Regions from separate parts of the Mus musculus genome. Here region 1 is linked to region 2. A link is a contact called in public promoter capture Hi-C data. All regions are on one chromosome and are shown on one strand. The core of a region is the stretch at or near the end of the contact, and the rest is flanking DNA. Distances in the headings are between cores, read along the strand shown.

What was found. Promoter capture Hi-C pulls out the DNA fragments that hold promoters and counts their contacts.
Region 1: a contact with region 2 is called in a promoter capture Hi-C map of the HPC-7 cell line, with 2.9 times the contacts expected there. The contact joins the promoter of Tubb1 here to the enhancer-like site in region 2. A contact is called at or near these places in 16 of 39 promoter capture datasets (the 3T3-L1 cell line, the C10 cell line, the HPC-7 cell line and 11 more), 4 of 484 Hi-C or Micro-C datasets (Th2 cells, hematopoietic stem and progenitor cells, pre-pro-B cells and 1 more), 1 of 115 datasets of contacts at active chromatin or transcription factors (memory CD8 T cells) and 1 of 9 other capture datasets (liver).

Annotation. Positions count from the first base shown.
Region 1 is chr2:174,449,197-174,451,933 of GRCm38.p6, forward strand. Tubb1 (tubulin, beta 1 class VI) reads left to right here and starts at 1,399. Exons shown (of 4, transcript NM_001080971.2): 1 at 1,399-1,605. The coding sequence starts at 1,549.
Region 2 is chr2:174,601,196-174,603,895 of GRCm38.p6, forward strand. Gm46781 (a long non-coding RNA gene) reads right to left here. Exons shown (of 2, transcript XR_003953979.1): 2 at 1,617-2,078. It also overlaps a transcript of Zfp831 not described here. Among named protein-coding and RNA genes, the nearest start is that of Gm46781, 4.5 kb to the right of the region's middle. Within about 2 kb of position 1,281, at least 105 of the 459 cell types and tissues checked have an H3K27ac peak or open chromatin away from gene starts, as enhancers often do. A contact at or near this core is called in the HPC-7 cell line, Th2 cells, hematopoietic stem and progenitor cells and 4 more, where this site is marked.

The sequences.
Region 1 (2,737 bases), core at 149-2,648, 150 kb before region 2:
TGGGCACCTATGAGCACAGGTGCCTTGGGAAACTGAAGATGTTGCATTCCCTGGAACTAGAGTTACAGTTGTTTGTGAGCTGCCTGACCTGAGTGCTTCGAACCAAACTGGTCCTCACCAGGGACAGCGCTCACACTCACCCTTAGCCACTGAGCCTCCTCTCGGCCATGAAATAGCAATTTCTTGAGTGCTCAAGACATTTGTGTCACTTCTTGGCTTTGGTCAGGTTTAAAAGAAAGCTTTATTTTATGACTATTTTACCATTATAAGTACTAGCTATTGTTGTGTTGCATTAAAAAAAAAAAGGAAGGAAGGAAGGAATATGTTTGGTGGAGGTGCAGTATGGGGTGGGGGAAGGAGTGCCTCTGCAGGCCCATACTGAGGCATCCCTTTTCCCTGAGGTATCAGCCACATATGGTATAGTATAGAATAGAGTTTATTTAGGGCATGGGAGGGGAGTTGAGGGGGTAGCAGAGACTGAGACAGGGAGAGAGACAAAGAGAGAGAGACAGAGAGAGAGGAAGAGAGAGGGAGAGAGGAGTAGAGGCTGGCCATGAGCATGTGTGTGGGGGAGAGAGAGGGAAGAGGGTAAGGGGCAAGAGCAAAAGTAGAAGAAAGAAAGAGAGAGGGGAGGGGTCAAGCAGCCCCTTTACAGTGAGTCAGGCACACCTGGCTGTTGCCAGGTAACTGTGGGGCAGAGCCTAGATGAAATGCCAACAGCTATTTTTAATTTTTATTTTATTTTATTTTATTTTAGTGTGTGTGTGTGTGTATCTGTGTGTGTGTGTCTGTATCTGTGTGTGTGTGTGTGTGTGTGTGTGTGTGTGTGTGTGTGTGTGTGCGCCTCACAGCACATGTGTGGAGATCAGAAGACCTCGGGGGAGTCAGTTCTTTCCACTGTGTGGGTTTCAGGGACTAGACTCAGATCATTGGGTTTGGTGGCAGGTGCCTTTACCTGGTGAACCGTCTGGCCAGGCTAGCACTTGTTTTTACTATTAAAGTTTGCAATTTAAGAAGGAAAACTGTCCAGCCACGTTCCCGAGGCCTGAGGCTGGCTCCCAAATTGGCAAGGTGGCTGAAGACAGCAAGGCAAGCCATGGATAGGCAACATGGTGACTTGGATACCCTTTTGGGGTATGTTCCAGCCGCTTCATTCAGCCATGACCCATGGATGTCACCCATAATTCGTGGATGTCACCCCAAACTCATGGATGTCAGTGATACCATCGTAGCCCAGAGGCTGTTGAGAGCAGGTCTGTGAGAGGGGCCAGCTCTGGGTTCCTGCCACATAGAGGAAGCCTCAGCTGAACTCATATCTAGGAAATGACTGAGCACAGCGCAGGAGAGAGAAACACCCCTCTTACCCTGACTGAGGAAAGCAGGGAAGGCCTGGGGTGGGGCCCTCAGCCAGACACACCCCTGGGCCAATTGGGAGAGCAGTTGGGTGGGCTGGTCCCACCAAGACCATGAAACTGCACCCAGCTCACACTGGTGACCCAGGCTCTTCCAGACTCTGCGACCTAACTGACTCTTGGGTTCAAGGCTAGGATGAGAGAGATCGTGCACATCCAGATTGGCCAGTGTGGCAACCAGATCGGAGCCAAGGTAAGGCAGAGCAGAGCAAAGCAGCTGAGAGGCAGGCGGCTCGCAAATACTTGCTAAATGGATGGCTTATTAGAGAAAGTCTTTTAGCAAAACCATTAGAGTTAGAGTGTTAATTAATGTTAATTTTGCCTGTAATTAGACATGCAAATAGGTACAGGAGCCATGTTGCTTTTAGTGGTTTAGAGATGAGCTTTCCACATCTAAAACTAGTAATTTGTTTCAAGAGTTTTCTGAAGCTTTTTGGGAAATTTTCTTAATTTAAATTGTGTTTATTATAATTATGTGTGTGACTATATTTGTGGTGGTGGTGGTGGTGGTGGCGGTGGCGGTGGCAGTGTGTGTGTGTGTGTGTGTGTGTGTATACAGGTATGGTGTCCCAGCATGCATTTGGAAGTCAGAGGACAGTTTTGCCACTTGACTCTTCCCTTCCACTGTGGCTCCCTGAGATCCAACCCAGCTCATTAGGTTTGACCGCTTCTTTACCTTGTGAACCACCTGAAAAGCAGGGCTTTAAAATGTTTTTCTTCATTTGAATTACTTATTTGGGAGGGTGGTGCAGGCTGTGTACATATGATGCTCAGTGCACAGCCTGCTGGAGCTAGCTCTCTCCTTCTGTTATAGAGGATTGGACTCAGTCATTAAGCTTAGTGGCAAGCTCCGTCACCGTGCTGAGCCATCTTGCCAGCCTTACTGGAAGGTTGTTTTCTTGTTGTTTGTTTGTTTGTTTTCTTTTAATACTACATCACTGTATTGTCTTCACTCCCAAATGTTCCTTTAAAAACGTATTCTTTGGCAATTTTATCCATGCTTATATTGATTATATTCACCCATACTACTTACCTCTCACCGCTTTCCCTGGACACTCTCTAATACATTGCTCTCCTCTTCCTCCTCCCTCCCTCTCCCTCTCCCTCTCCCTCTCCCTCTCCCTCTCCCTCTCCCTCTCCCTCTCCCTCTCCCTCCCTCCCCCTCCCCCTCCCCCCCCTCTCTCTCTCTCGCGCACACACACACACACACACACATACACACAAACATTTTTATAACCCACCGAGTCCTCTCAGTGCTGCCTGTGGGAGTACTGATGAACCTTGGCTTGAGCCAGTACAGATTCTGTGAGTTAGTGAGTGCCATG
Region 2 (2,700 bases), core at 31-2,530:
ACCTAGGAGAAGGGGGCTAGATGGATGCTATAGGCGGGGCACACTGTTCATGAGGGACAGATGCGAAGGACAGGTCTCCATTAGTTATGAAATCCTCTGGTCCCTTCTAGGCTAGCCATACTTGAACCACAGGTACACAGTTACATCTTGGTGAAGCCAAGAGGAAAATGGTTTTTCGAGGTGCCTGGCCTCTGTTGGAGGTCTGACCATAGCATGCCATTAGCAACCTGTGAGAGCCCAAGGGGTTACTTCAGTGCCCCAGCTGCTGTGGATGCTTAGGGTTTAACCATTCACATGGAAGCAGACATGGTGGAAACATATGTTCCCAGAAGGAAGATCTGTCTCATGAAGGTGGTGGGGGCAGGGAAAAGTGATGCCTTGTGTTACGTCATCTTTGCAACTTGCCCGAAGGGTGGGGCCTGCCCAGTGCTACTTTATGGGAAGAATGTGGAGTCTTGTGTTTTAAGTTTTGGATTTTTATCTCTCAATACACTCCATGATCTATCCTCTGGTCTTACCGTACAATTCCTCTTCTTCACAAATCTCGAAGGAAACTGTCACTCTTGGGTGAGCCACATGTTTTCTAATAGTGTCCCTGTTCCCCAGGGTGAAAAGCTTGTCCTGGCAAAGCCCTTAGATGCAGAGCTCTCCCTAGTTACCACACATGGCTCATAGGCAAGCTTGACGGGCGTTCTCTAGTCTTTCCTGGTTCTCAGGTAGCCTAGGATGGTCCGGAACGTGCTACATAGTTGAGAATGACCTAGACAGTCTGATCTTCCTGCTGCCACCTTCTGATGGTGGGATGACAGGTGTGCTATGCACTCTGCAGATCACAAACCCAGGGCCTGATGCATGCTAGACAAGCGCTCTACCAACTGAGCCACACTTCCATCCCTGGCTCCTTCAGTCATGGCTCTGAGGAGCCAGTAGAACTGGGGCTTAACCTCAGATGCTGAGCTCTGCCCCATCCTGCATGGTGCCTAGCTTAGATAAAGACTTAAAGACTGTAATGGAGTAAGTCTAGCATCATACCGAATATGAATCAAGGAAAGCAGAATGCAGCCTGACGGAGAGCTCTCTGTAGATAACCATGGGGCTGGATTCCTGCTCCAGCCCCTGGACTGACACAGCCTGGCCCACATGCAGCCCCCTTCCACCACCAGCCCTCCCGCCCCAAGCTGTAGCCCCTGCCACAGCTTGCCTCTTCCTCTGTGACCTGCCACAGGCCTCACATCCTGTGAGGAGGCCCTAGAAACCAGTTCTGTTGATGAAAACACTCGCGCTCTTCACCACAGGAAGCATGGGCCTCACGTTCACAGTGATAACCGCCCAGTCTCTTCACAGAGAGTAGAGGGGAGCACAGACTAGCTTTGTACCTAGATTAGGAAGCATGTGTTCCCTCCCCTCCCCCTCAACAATTCTCAATTCACCTCACATGAAGCCTCCTGCCCCCCCTGCTTCCTATCCGAGAGTAGGAAGCAGGACATTTGGGAAACAGAGACCATGTCCCCCAGAGCTTTGTAAGAACAGTAAGAAAACAGGATATTAGTAATGACAGGAGCCCCCTGGCCTCGGCCCCAGGTAAGGCGTTTAGATAAAAATCTAGGACACCCGGCTAAATTTTAAATTTCAATTAAACAGTGACTATTGTCTTGATACAAGAAGGTCGTATAGAAGCAGTTCTTCCTAAAACACTACTCAACTGTTCCCAGGAAATATCAATTTAACTAAGAGTCCTGTAGTTTTGAGTTTGTGACAACTAGTCACTGAGGCCTAGGGAACCGACTTCTTCACCCAGAGGCCGTTCTGAGCCCTGTGCTGCAAATCAAGAGCTCCCTCCATGCAAGCAATACTTCACTCTGGACATTTTACATCGGGAGTTTTTGTACAGAGCTGTCTTGGTATGCATTGTCCAGAGGAGAAACTGAGGCTGTGAGGCTGTGCGAGTTGCTGAAGTGATCTGATCTGATCTGCCAGCTCCTAGACCGTCTCCATGCGTAGTACTCACTGGCAGTGGGTGGGCGAGCGGCGGCGCCAACTTCAGAGAGGCAGTAATAACAGGTTAGCTTGGGAAAGCTCTGTGCAGAGATGGGAAGGGTTGTGTCAACACATGCAAATTATATGCAAATACACTTGGCCCTCCTGGCAGGCTCACCTAGGTGGGAGATCCATGAGCAGTCCCCCATTGCCCATGGGCTTCTAACAGGGGCAAGGGTAACAGGTTGATAGCCCCTTGTGTTCCCAGCGCACGTGGGCTGGGGTGAGTGCACACCCGAGTTCTCGTGTTCTCTCTTCTCGGATGTGGATGTGAGGGGGCTGGTGTGGAGGTGGATACATGAGGCTATGGGGCGTGGTGATGTGTGCGTGACCTGCCACCTTGATCTGTGTATTCCCAGCAAGCCACAGGGCTCCTGTCTCCTCAGATAACCTCCTCCAAAGCTTTGGTGTTGCTCTATGGAGAGAAGGAAGCATCCCCTTGGGACTGTGTCTACTGAGATGCCCTAGGACCAGAGAGAGTCCTTGGAGGATAATCCTTTTCTCAACAATACTACAATTAGCATTGATGCTATACCTGGCCCTGCGGCTAATGCTGTGTACTTAATTATCCAGGCCTGGGGTTTGTGTTGCCCTGAGGAAATTCAGTGGGTAGGTAGAGTCACTTGACCACACTTAATGGCAAAGTAAGCAGAGAACAAGTCC